2 separate regions of the Sus scrofa genome follow, and region 2 is linked to region 1. Evidence: chromatin contacts called from public HiChIP or PLAC-seq data. All regions are on one chromosome and are shown on one strand. Each heading gives the region's core, a stretch centred on a gene start, on an enhancer-like site or on the middle of the called end of the contact. The rest is flanking DNA. Distances are from core to core; before and after follow the strand shown.

Region 1 (5,918 bases), core at 1,415-3,914:
CTCTGGCGTCTAGAGGAGGCACTTGCTGTCATGGGCCTGGAGCCAGTGCAGGGGCCTGCACAGGGGACGACCTGCAGGTGTCAGCGGCAGGAACACCAGGTGGAGGAGTTTGGGACCCTCCCCGAGAGCATGGCCAACTAACCGCCTTCCACGTGAAACTGAAGTGCATGCTGAGACGGTCAAGTCTTAGCTGTTGAACGGCCTAGAGGTAAAGAAACAGCAAGGGGTGGGTGCCGCAGGACGGGAAGTACACCAGCTGAGTTCAGGCCCTGAAGGATGGGGCTGCAGCCCACCTCCTGGTCAAACAAGGTCCCTTGCTCTGCCAAGCCTCCACATCCTCGTCGACAAAGAAAGTGGCACTTCCTCCATTAAATAAGAATGTGCACACCCGGGGCTCAGCACAGCGCCTGATAAAGGCTCAGGAAGTCCGCTCAGCCCTTGGTCTTCTGGCCTCCCGCCAAGCGGCATCCTCTGAAAAGATAGCGGGAGAACAAGAGCAGAGAGATGACTTTTGATTCCCCCCCGGAGCCACCAACTTAGACATCTTGCAAGTTAGTATTTGTGTGATGGACAGGTCATTGGACTGGACCGTCACAGATGAAGGGCTGGCATGTTGGGGGGGCCGGGTTTGACTGGTGGGATGTGGAAAGTCCAAATGACATGCCCTGGGAGCCCCCGGGGGCTCAGGGGGTTAAGGACCCAGCGTTGTCACCGCTGTGGCTCTGGTTACTGCTGTGGTGGGGGTTCGATCCCTGGCCTAGGAACTTCTTCATGCCACGGGCACAGCCAAAACAAACTAGCAACACTAATGGCTCACCCTGGCTAAACTCCCCTGAGATGGGACTCTAAATTCTTTCCCTGTGTGCATGTCAGCTTAATCCACAAGTATTTCTTTCTTTCTTCTTCTTCTTTTTTTTTTGGTCTTTTTAGGGCCACACCTGTGGAGGTTCCCAGGCTAGGGGTCCAATCAAAGCTGTAGTTGCCAGCCTACATCACAGCCACAGTAACTCGGGATCCAAGTCGTGTCTGCGACCTACACCACAGCTCATGGCAACGCCAGCTCCTTAACCCACTGAGCGAGGCCAGGGATCTAACCCGCATCCTTATGGATGCTAGTCTGGTTTGTTAACCACTGAACCACGACGGGAATGCCAATCAGCAAGTATTTCTCATCCTTTCCTGCTTCTAAGCCGGAAATGATTGGGTTTCCTGCACGTCCTCTTCTGATTCTGACCACTAGTACCTGGCCACACTTCCTATCCAGAAATCTGGAGTTCTTTAAGAATACGGCTCAAGGAGTTCCCGTCGTGGCGCAGCGGAAACGAATCCGACTAGGAACCATGGGGTTGCAGGTTTGATCTGTAGCCTCGCTCAGTGGGTTAAGGATCTGGCGTTGCCATGAGTTGTGGAGTAGGTCGCAGACGTGGCTCGGATCTGGCGTTGCTGTGCCTGTGGTATAGGATGGCAGCTATAGCTCCAATTAGACGCCTAGCCTGGGAACCTCCATATGCTGTGGGTGGGGCCCTAAAAAGACAGAAAAGACCAAAAAAAAAAAAAAAAAAAAAGAAAGAAAGAATAAGGCTAGAGCCCCTTCATCTTGCAGCCTACCTTTGGATATTCCAGCTAGATGTGGGGGAGGGGTTCTCACCGTGCTCCTCCAGGGAATCCCTGCTTTATCAATTTAGCTAAGCTTCTGCAGATTCCTGGTTTTCCAGCACCTCTGTCGCTGTTTCTCCAAGCCGCGCCCTGGATGCTGCTCTTTGGCAAGGAGGTTTCCCTTGGGATAAACATGGGAATTTCGGAGCCCAGGAATGAGCTCCCATGAGGCCTCCAGCGCTTCCCCCTTCTCTGAGTTCAGGACCCCAGGCCCAACCTGGAGCTTCCTCCAGGGGCTCCCGCTCAGTTCTGATCATTTTCATAGCGCCCAAGCCCCTAGGATGAGCAGATCCTATCACCTCAGGAACAGGAAGCCAGAGCCACACCGGGCCTGGGCACACTCCAGGGGGCAGGCAGGTCTTCTCTGAGCCCCAGAGCCTCCCCAAATCCCACCCATCCTGTGCTGTGGCCTCAGGTTGGCCCTGCCTTATCGCCCAGGCCCACACTGCAGCATCGAGGTCCCTGGGTGCTTGCTCTGGGCCACTGAGGGAGCCGGTGAGGAGGGCAAGGTGCCTGGCCCTCCACGTGCACGAAGCGCTGCGGGTACCCGTCCGCCAGGCTCGGTGGGACGCGGTCAGCACGCTCCACTTGCGAGGAGCCGGGCTGGGGTCCTCCGGTACACCGCGGGGCCAGGACCATCCGCGTCCGCCAGGTTCGGGGACGCGGCCGGGGCTCTCCACGTGTGGGGCACCGGCCTGGGTCTCCCGGGACCGCGCGGGACCGGGACGGCCCGCCACGCTTGGCTGCACGCGGTCGGCGCGCTCCACACGGGGAACCGGCCGAGGCCTCCGGGGAGCACTTGGGGCCCAGATCGCGAGCCAGCCGCGGCCGGACAGAGTCTGCACGCTCCACCTGCGGGACTGAACCACCGAGCCGGCCGACCGACCGCGGGCAGGGCGGCTGGAGGCGAGGGGCGGGGCGCGCCGCGCAGGCGGGGCTTGGGGCGGGGCCTGGCGGGCGGGGCGGGGCCGGCGGCGGCGTATAAAGGGCGGCGGCGCAGCACGGGCTGACGCAGCGGCTTGGCGGCAGCGCCGTGGGAACCGGCTGTCTCCAGTGGGCGGCGCGCTCCCGGTGTCCGGCCCCAGCCCCAGCCCCGGCCCCGCCCTCGCCCTGCCTGGCTCGCGCGGCAGCATGGCGGGCCCCGGCCTGAAGCGGCGCCCGCCGGCGGCTCCCGCGGCGGCCACAGAGGAGGAGCGCCAGGCGCGGGAGCGGATGCTGGCCGCGCGGCCGGCGGAGGGTGAGGGCGTGACCCTGCAGCGCAACATCACCCTGCTCAACGGCGTGGCTATCATCGTGGGCACCATCATCGGCTCGGGCATCTTCGTGACGCCCACCGGCGTGCTCAAGGAGGCGGGCTCGCCCGGGCTGGCGCTGGTGGTGTGGGCCGTTTGCGGCGTCTTCTCCATCGTGGGCGCGCTCTGCTACGCCGAGCTGGGCACCACCATCACCAAGTCTGGCGGCGACTACGCCTACATGCTCGAAGTGTACGGCTCGCTGCCCGCCTTTCTCAAGCTCTGGATCGAGCTGCTCATCATCCGGCCCTCCTCGCAGTACATCGTGGCGCTCGTCTTCGCCACCTACCTGCTCAAGCCGCTCTTCCCCACCTGCCCGGTGCCGGAGGAGGCCGCCAAGCTCGTGGCCTGCCTATGCGTGCGTGAGTACCGGCGGGGGGAACCTGGGGACGCGGGGAGGGGGAGCCGAGATCGCCGCGCGCCCGCGTCCCCGCTGTCCCCGCACTCCTGGACCATCCCCAGGCCGCCTCCGGCCATCCCCCCCATCCCCTGTTCCAGGCCGACCCCGCAGTTTTAGACCTAAGGGCCCTGGGCCCAGAACCCACGTGCGTTTCATTCATTCGTCTCCACCTCGCCTGGAATTCCGCAGAGAGAGCCAGTAGGTCCCCGCCTCGCGCCTCTGGCCGTAACTCGGCTTAGTCCGTCAGAGGCCTTGGAGCGGAGTAATACCCTGTCTGATTGCAAGGCACCCACGTGGAGCGTCTGAAAAGCGAATTTCCTGTCTGAGTTCCCAAATGCTTACTGTTTGTCTAGAGCGGTCGTAGTTTTTTTTAAAAAAGCATTCAAACCAGCTTATCAAGAAAGGCTGACTCATACAAAAACCAATAGTAATAAAATTCTGTGTGGGCAGTGAATGAGCTGCACGTTTAGGCAGCACCGTGGAGTCTCCTGAAGGTTGCCTAGTGACTGGTGGAGGAGGGGTGCTTGGCTGCAGCTTACATGTGGGTGGTGGGGGGCTAGGTTTGGGGTCCCAGGTTGGGCCGAAAGCAGCCATCAGGTGTAGCCCTAACGTTGGTGGGTAAGGTCCCAGAATGCTGGTGGGCTGTCTTCTCATGGGATTTCAGGGAAGAAAATCTTTTGTACTAAAAGACATGTGATTTCCTTATCTTTTCTTTGTTTGGGGGCCTCTGGCAGTTTTGCCCCTACCCCTCCGCCAACTTGCTTGCAAGGTGGAAGTGTCCTGCTTTCAGAGCTGCCACCCGCTTTGAGGCTCTGCCCCAAGCTTGGTGGTGCTGGCAGGGCTGGTGTGTGGTTTCCGGATCGAGACACGGGACAGTGTAATCAGTTGGAGCAGCTCCTGGTACTGTTGGGGCTCTGGAGCATAAGTTCAGCGTGTTGCTGGGGACAGGGCAGTTGGGGGGACGGGGGTGTCCCAGAGCTCTGAGGCACACTCCGGAAAGTGGTGACCCCAGGAGGCCTGAGACCCTGGTGGCAGCCACACCAGGGAGGGCACATTTTGCCTTTTGAGGCCTCTCAGAAATGAGGATTCCACTTAGAAAAACCTTTGGGCCACGTCTAGGAATAGCCGTGGCTATAGGCGATCTGCCTGAGGACTGGGGAACCTGAGACGTCTGGAGGGCTTTTGAGAGGATGCTTTGGGCTGAGTCCGAGAAAGCCCCTCTGGCTTGATCTGTGTCACTCCCATGTTTGTCCTTGCTAGGTCCGATTTAAAGTCTCAGCCTGGAGGATCTCGACCTAACACTGTGCTTACAGGGCCAGCTCTCTAGTCTCGAAAAATGGATCCTGTACTTACAAAAACTTTGAGTTTAAGCAGGTAAAGCCTCGGAAGAATTCTGCAGGGGCTGCAGGGGGTACATCCTGCCCAGCACTCTGCCTCCAGCGGGGAGGTCACGTGAATGGCAGCCCTTGTGGTGGGACCCTGGGTGACATTCTTCCTGTCCTCTTGAGCCTGTGGAGCTCTTTTCCTCTGAAACCCCACGTGTCTGTGTGTGTGCGTTGCTTCTCCTGAGGGGAAGATTTTCGGTAACAAGGGCGATGCTGTCTGCAAGACTGAGCACTTGTACGGGGTCTGGCGTGGGGTGGGGGGCACATGGCCGGAACAGCTGCTCTCCCTTGGGCACAGAGAAAGGTCCAGGGAGGGGGCCTGCCCTTGGGGGCCACGGAGAAGGCAGTGCAAAGCCATGGGAGTTTCTGAGTGTTGTTTCTTGCACACAGACTGGGTTCTAGAACCTCTGAGAGGAGAAGGGGTCCTCTGTACCCCCAGCCAGCAGCCCGCGTGTGCTGGGTGCTGGAGCCAAGCTCCGGTGTGGCTGCTTGATGGCTTCTGTCCTCTGGGCTGGCCCAGGACGGCGGCTCTCTGTTCATCGCAACTGTGCTTGGCTTTGGTGGTTAGAATGAGCCTGCTGGTGACATAAATGGGCGAAAATCCCTTTTCTTGGAGGTCTGACATAGAAATGATGGAAAGGGGCCCTGTCACGGTGTGTCCCTGGTGTTTGCACGTCTTTAACGAGTCCCGAAGGGGGGAGATTCTAGGTCCGTAATGCCTTCCCACTGGCCTGGGAGTTTGGTGGAGTCTAGGTTTACATGGATCATGAAACTGCTTACTGGTACCGTTTGTTTGAGATGTGGGGGACGCCAGGCTGGTCTTTGCGGCAGAGCTGAGGTTCTTGCTGACCTGAGTCCTGGTCCAGTTTATCCAACCTCTCTGGCTGTCTCTCTGTGGGTCTGGTGGGATCTGGAGAGGCTGGGGGCAGGTGCCACAGAGAGGACGGGCCCCAGGGCAGGCATGTGGAGCCACTGTGGTTCCGAAACACAGCTGTGACCTGATCCAGTCCTGTATCTCTCGGAGAGGCTCTTAAAAGAAGGTTTGAAGGGGCTCCCTTTGCCCTCTGCTCAGTCGGAGCCTGTCTCCATGGCCCAGGACAGGTAGGTGAAAGGACAGTGGCTGCAGACCGGGTGCCCCCCCCCCCACCAGTGGGTGGAGGGTGGTACGGCGGTGTCTGCCAAGAT
Region 2 (5,918 bases), core at 1,114-3,613, 81 kb after region 1:
TTTTCACTTTCCGGGTGGGAATGCACAAAGTACCTTTGCTCCTGTACCACACTTGGGAGATAATCCCAATTACATGGATTATTTGCAGTGGGGGTAATTAGATTACATGCATGATTTTTTCTCTTCTGGTTTTCAGCTTGCAGGCAGCAGAGGGCGCGTGAACACACAAAAGACACAAAATTGATGATAGATTTAGGATTGTCCATTAAAGTTTCAACAGTGTGAATTTCACTAAAATTGGACCTTGTACTTAATCTTTTTCCTATTTTAGGAGTCTGATCTCATTTTAAATGTTCTGTTCTCCTTTCTCGGTAATGAGGGTTTCGACCTCACGTAAATCACCGTGACACATATAAATCCAAGAGCCTTCCAATTTGGCTTCAAAATTCTTTCAGATAATAAAAGTATTAAATCCTGTATCTACCAGATCCTTCCAAATCTCCTGTGGGGAACAACTCCCTCTCTCGCAGCTTGTAAGAGGCCAAGACTGTAATGCACTGCAGACAGATGTGCAGAGACTGAAGGGCCATTTTGTTTCAAGTGTGTCGCCTCCAGGTTACCCAAAATTCTCACAAAAATATAAAAGGGTCAAGCACGTTCTTAGCGTCGTATTGCACTGGAGGGAAAGGAACGCTTTCCAAGGGCCAAGAGGGAGGCTGTGGCCATTCGTAGCTCATTGCTGAAGGTGCTTATGTCTGCAGGCTCAGGAGCCAGGTTCCCATGAAATTCTGCTTGTCCTCTCTAATCTGCTTCTAGCTGGGTCTTTCTTCCATCTTCACAAATGTTTTCTCATTCTCCTACAATCAGTGCAGAGGTTGGCCGCATCCTGAATCCTTTTGTATCTTCCTTCCACCAACAGTTCTTCAATTTTTATTTTATTTTTCCTTAAAGACTGGATTTATGGACAAGGCTTGGAGTTGGCTGAAGAAGCATTCCTGTCTGGCTGCTCAGTGCTTAGCAAATTGATTGGATGAAGGCGATTTTCTTTTCTTTTTCTTTTTGATTTACTACTTTTTTTCTTTTTATGGCCACACCTGCAGCATATGAAATTCCCAGGCTAGGGGTCGAATCAGAGCTGCAGCTGCCATCCTACACCACAGCCACAGCAACGTCAAATCTGAGCACCACCTGGGACCTATGCTGCAGCGTGTGGCAACACTGGATCCTTAACCCACTGAGCGAGGCCAGGGATCGAACCTACACCTTAATGGATACTAGTTGGGTTCTTAACCCACCGAGCCACAACGGGAGCGCCTTTAAAAATTATAGTTGATTTACAATGTTGTGTTAATTTCTGCTGTATGGAGAAGTGATTCAGATATATCTTTACTTTTTTCCATTATGGTTTATTACAGGCTTTTGCATGTAGTTCCTTGTGCCAAACAGGAGGACCTTGCTGTTTATCCGTTCTACATACAATAGTTTGCATCTGCTAATCCCAAACTCCCACCACCCCCCTCCCCCTTGGTAAAAGGCATAAAGTGATTTAAGGTTGAGCCTTGCGGTGGTTCACCTACATAGTAGGAAAGGAGATAATTTCCTCATTTATGCTTTCCCTGTCACAATGTTCGTGCTTGTTCTTAATTTCTTCTTTTTCCTTAATTACAAGCCCAAAGATGACAGCTCAGCAAGGAGAGGCGTTTTTCACTCTGCTCTGTCTGAACTACAGCATTCCATGTCCTACATATGGCTTTTCCCATTTACCACGGTGTTTTGAGTTGAATCCTGGCAGGCGGTTTTGGGCTCTCAGCCTTGGAAAACAGCCCTTGGAGGGGGGTGTCATTAGCCCTGCCGCGTCGATGATGGAGAAACAAGTCCCCTAACACAGGACACTTGAAGACAGTCACCTAGAAGGCGGAGTGGCAGCGCTGTTTTTCTTGCTGAGCACAGCATCCTCACCCCTTAACAGTTACCTGGTGTTTTTGTTCTGTTTTGTTTTTACGTGGAGAAGCGAGTGCCTTCGCTTAGGGTCTGTGAATCCCAGAACCTATGAGCTTCTTCCGAGATGGCAGCCACAGCAATCACCAGATTTGCGTGAGGGTCCGCCGTGGACAAAACGCGGCTCATTCACTGAGTCAGCCAACTAGGTCACTTTGCAAGGGTTAACAACGCGCATAAATACAGTGAACACTGAAGCCGGCCTGCAGACGTGGCCGGGTCCCGGGAGACGGGAGAGGGCTGGGGGTGCGGGCGGAGGGGACGGGGTGGCGGCCCCGCGGCTTCTAGGCGGACGCCACCCACAGCCCGAAGCCATTTCCAAAAATCACGGAAGCATCCCTCCAGGGTACCAGGCCCGCCCACGCACCTGGAGGCGCATGCGCGCCTGACCGGAAGTGACGGCGTTCCACGCGCCGCCCCCAGAGCGTATTTCCGGCGCGCCTCCGGCCGCCCGCTCCTCAGCTACCGTCCCGGCGCGGCCCTGGCGCTTGTTCGCACCCGGCGAGATGGGCAAGAAGGGGAAGAAGGAGAAGAAGGGCCGCGGGGCGGAGAAGACGGCCGCCAAGATGGAGAAGAAGGTGTCCAAGCGCTCGCGGAAGGAGGAGGTGAGTGGGGCCGGCGGACAGGCCCCCGCGCGGGCCGCCCGGCTCCTCGGTTGGCCTCCTTCGTCCGCGGTCGCAGGCGTTGCCGGGCCGAACGGGCGCGCCTCTGTAAGCGTCAGTCCAAGTCTTTAAAAGTGGGTGGAAGATCCTCACGGCAGCCCTGAGCTGGGAGCGTCTGTGGAGGCAGCAGGTGGAACTGCGGGACGTTCCCTAACAGTTGCTGGCAACCCCCTTCCTCCTGTCTCTCCCTCCTCCTGAGCAGGATCAGCGGTGACCTTAGAGGCGAGCTTTCCGCTCCCTATTGATCCTTACTCTCGGGCTCCCTAACCTGGGGCGACTCACAGTGGTTAATGGGTGTTTGCTGTGTGTCAGGAGGGTGCTCTCACAACCAAGCCCGTTAGGGAGTTTTGCTAACAGGTGACACAGCTGTGCAGTGGCTTGGAGTTGTAATTGGACCAGACGTCCCTTATTCCAGAGTTCTTGGCCACATTCCCATACTCATGTCTTCCTAAGTCGCTCATGTCTCGCTTCCCTCACCTGTTCAGTAATGGGGTTGGGCGTTACCTCCCATTGTCTCCCATTGTTTCTCATCTGGGGGGCCAAGCGGGGTGGTCTTGGGGGACAGCTTGGAGTTCTGTCCAGCACAGAGCTCATGTCTCAGATACCTCATTGACTTTCACCCAGACCCCCCCTCCCCCCCTTTCAGTGTCCTCTTGAAGCCCCATGTCTTCCCCCTGCCCTGGAGACCTGCATCACGTGGGCTCCACGTGCTCTCCAGCGCTCTCCCTGCGTTCAGCCCCTCCAGCCACACCACCTTGAGGCTTCCTCTCAGATGCTTCCTGGCTGCCCTCGCCTGGTGGGCGTTAGTGTTCTCAGCACTGGGGCTGATAAAGCGGCCGGCTCTCCGGACCTGCTCTGTCCCTCACCTTCTTCCCACCTCAGTCTCATCTGCCCTTCACAGACAGATCGTGCATCCCTGGGGGTGGGGGGCCCTCATCCTGCCCTGCGCAGAAATCGTCATTGGCTTTAACTTCTAATTCTGTTTCTGCGCTTGTGAAATTGGAGACCTCCTCACACAGATAAGCTGCAGCTGATCCTTGCTGAGCCTCAGCCGTGCAGGTGTGTTCTAAGCAGGCAGACAAGTCTGGCTCCCTTGGAGCTTACATTTTGTTCTTGAGGTGGGAGGAAGGTGGAAACAAAACAAACAAAAGAACAGGGAAATACCAAACTCTGCTCTGCAGACAGCGAGGCAGGCTGGTGGGGCAGCCCAGGCCTGGGTTGCAGGGGGTGGATGGAGATGTTTGTGCAGAGTTGAGTGGGCTTGTCTGAGAGGAAGGCCCTGGCGGAGGGAGGAGAGAGCGCTTGGAAGGAGATACACACGTGCCGCGTTCTGGAAGCTTTGAGTATTTGCATGCATTTCAGGGGGAACAAGGTTTAATTCAGGGGCTGGGAAAGCTGACCCAGGCCCTTGGCCGCGTGCTACGGTTTAAGAAAACGTCTCACGTGTGACTGCCTGTCTGCCCGCAGGAAGACCTGGAAGCTCTCATAGCGCACTTCCAGACGCTGGATGCCAGGAGGACTCAGGTCGTGGAGACGCCCTGCTCCCCGCCGTCTCCCAGGTAGGCAGACGCGGACTCGGGCAGCGTCTGGCAGTTTTCTGGCTGATGTTGGAACACTGCTTCAAATAGATGCTGTGTTTTCAAAGTAAACGGGCCCGTGGGGCGTTTTCATCGTTAAGCCCCGCAGATCAGCTGCCACGAAACGTATTTTTCACTTCCGCTTCTGAAGAACATGGGAAGGAGGTTCCTCAGCTTTCTTGTCTCCAGAAACATGGAAGCAGGCCTCCCGGCACAGCCGCCCATCGTCAGGGAGACGGGGGTCGAGAGCCTCCACCTGGTGACCTCTGTGGCCTCCCAGTGAGCTTTCCCTTGGTGCTTAGGGTTGGTTTGTTTGTGGCTGCATCCACTCTGTGTGGGAATTCCTGGGCCAGGGATTGAACCTGTGCCATAGCAGGGACCCAAGGTGCCGGGTACTTAACCCACTGAGCCACCAGGGAACTCCAGTGCTTAGGTTTTTAAGGTGCCTGTCACAGGTGGGAAACTTAAAAATCATGATGGCTTTTTGCTACATTCAATCAAAATGCTTTTAAATTCTGACATGAAAAGTGTGACTGTGAAATGTGTATCGTCTCTAAGCTGTTTTAAATGAATTTGTAGTTTATGTGAGGAACTCCTGAGTCTTTTCTAGGATGTCAGACACTCGTGAAAGGAACAGGAATGAGCAGGCTGTGGTTTCCTTTTTTTTTTTTTTAAGGGCCGCACCTGGGGCATAAAGAAATTCCCGGGCTAGGGCTTGAATTGGAGCTGTAGGTGCCGGCCTACACCACAACCACACAGCTAGTCGGATTCTAAACCCACTGCGCCACAACAGGAATTCCCACGCAGGCTGTGGTTTTCATTGGCTTCTTTTTCCTCTTGTCCCCTCGGCTTCTGAATTCCAGTTCTCGTGTCATTCGATCCAGGGCTCTGTAGTTCTTACATCTGCTCCCAGCAGAATTGAGGCGAGACAGGAAGGGCACCAAGTTAGGCGCCTGGGGAGGCCGCATGACCCATAAAGGGAAGGCGTGTCTTTCTTAGAAGGGGAGGGGGGGTGCCCTCATGACATGAGCCTCCTGTCTGGTCTGAGACTCGTTTGCTTCATTTTCCCTGAGGCTTGAGTGGAGGCCCGGCTCCAGCATTGAACCCTGCCAGCCTCGCACGTGGGATGTAGTCGTCACCGCGTGGAGGTGGGGAGCAGGGTGACCAGCTCCGGAGGGGACACAGCTTTCCCTGCTCTGCGACGAGTACGTTGCGTGAGCAGTTGGGGGTTTTTTTGCCTGTTTGTCAGGTTATCATCCAAGCCGAGCATAACAGTCAGGCGTGGGGGGTGGACGTTTTCATTTGAGCCCAGTTTTTTGTTTTTGTTTTGTTTTTTGCTTTTTAGGGCTGCATCTGTGGTATGTCGAAGTTCCCAGGCTAGGGGTTGAATTATCAGCTGCAGCTGCCGGCCTCCGCCACAGCCACACCGGATCTGAGCCGATTCTGTGATCTACGCTCTGCCTCGCAGCAAGGCCGGATCCTTAATCCTCTGAGTGAGGCTGGGGATTGAACCCAAGTCTTCATGGATACTAGTAGGGTTCTTAACCCACGAGCCACAGCAGGAACTTGTCATTGGAGCTGTTGAAGAAGAAGATGAGATCTTTAAAGCCTTTTATGTACAACACCCCAGAGGGAATTCACTTGGAGTGAGGGGTGATTTTTTTTTTTTTTTAATGACATTTTTCTGAAGTATGTTGCCCAGAAAGCCAGGTGTAACGTCACTGTAATTCGAAACACGGCA

Evidence for each region. HiChIP or PLAC-seq counts read pairs in DNA pulled down with a chosen protein or histone mark.
Region 2: an H3K27ac HiChIP or PLAC-seq map of skeletal muscle shows a contact between it and region 1, with 3 times the contacts expected there. The contact joins the promoter of KLHDC4 here to the promoter of SLC7A5 in region 1. A contact is called at or near these places in 3 of 5 promoter capture datasets (fetal liver, fetal skeletal muscle and liver), 28 of 47 Hi-C or Micro-C datasets (alveolar macrophages, blood, brain and 13 more) and 2 of 2 datasets of contacts at active chromatin or transcription factors (alveolar macrophages and skeletal muscle).

What each region holds. Positions count from the first base shown.
Region 1 is chr6:1,543,276-1,549,193 of Sscrofa11.1, forward strand. SLC7A5 (a long non-coding RNA gene) reads left to right here and starts at 2,665. Exons shown (of 10, transcript XR_002344446.1): 1 at 2,665-3,310.
Region 2 is chr6:1,624,691-1,630,608 of Sscrofa11.1, forward strand. It overlaps KLHDC4 (kelch domain containing 4), which reads left to right and starts at 2,364. Exons shown (of 12, transcript NM_001243840.1): 1 at 2,364-2,543; 2 at 4,068-4,159. The coding sequence starts at 2,445.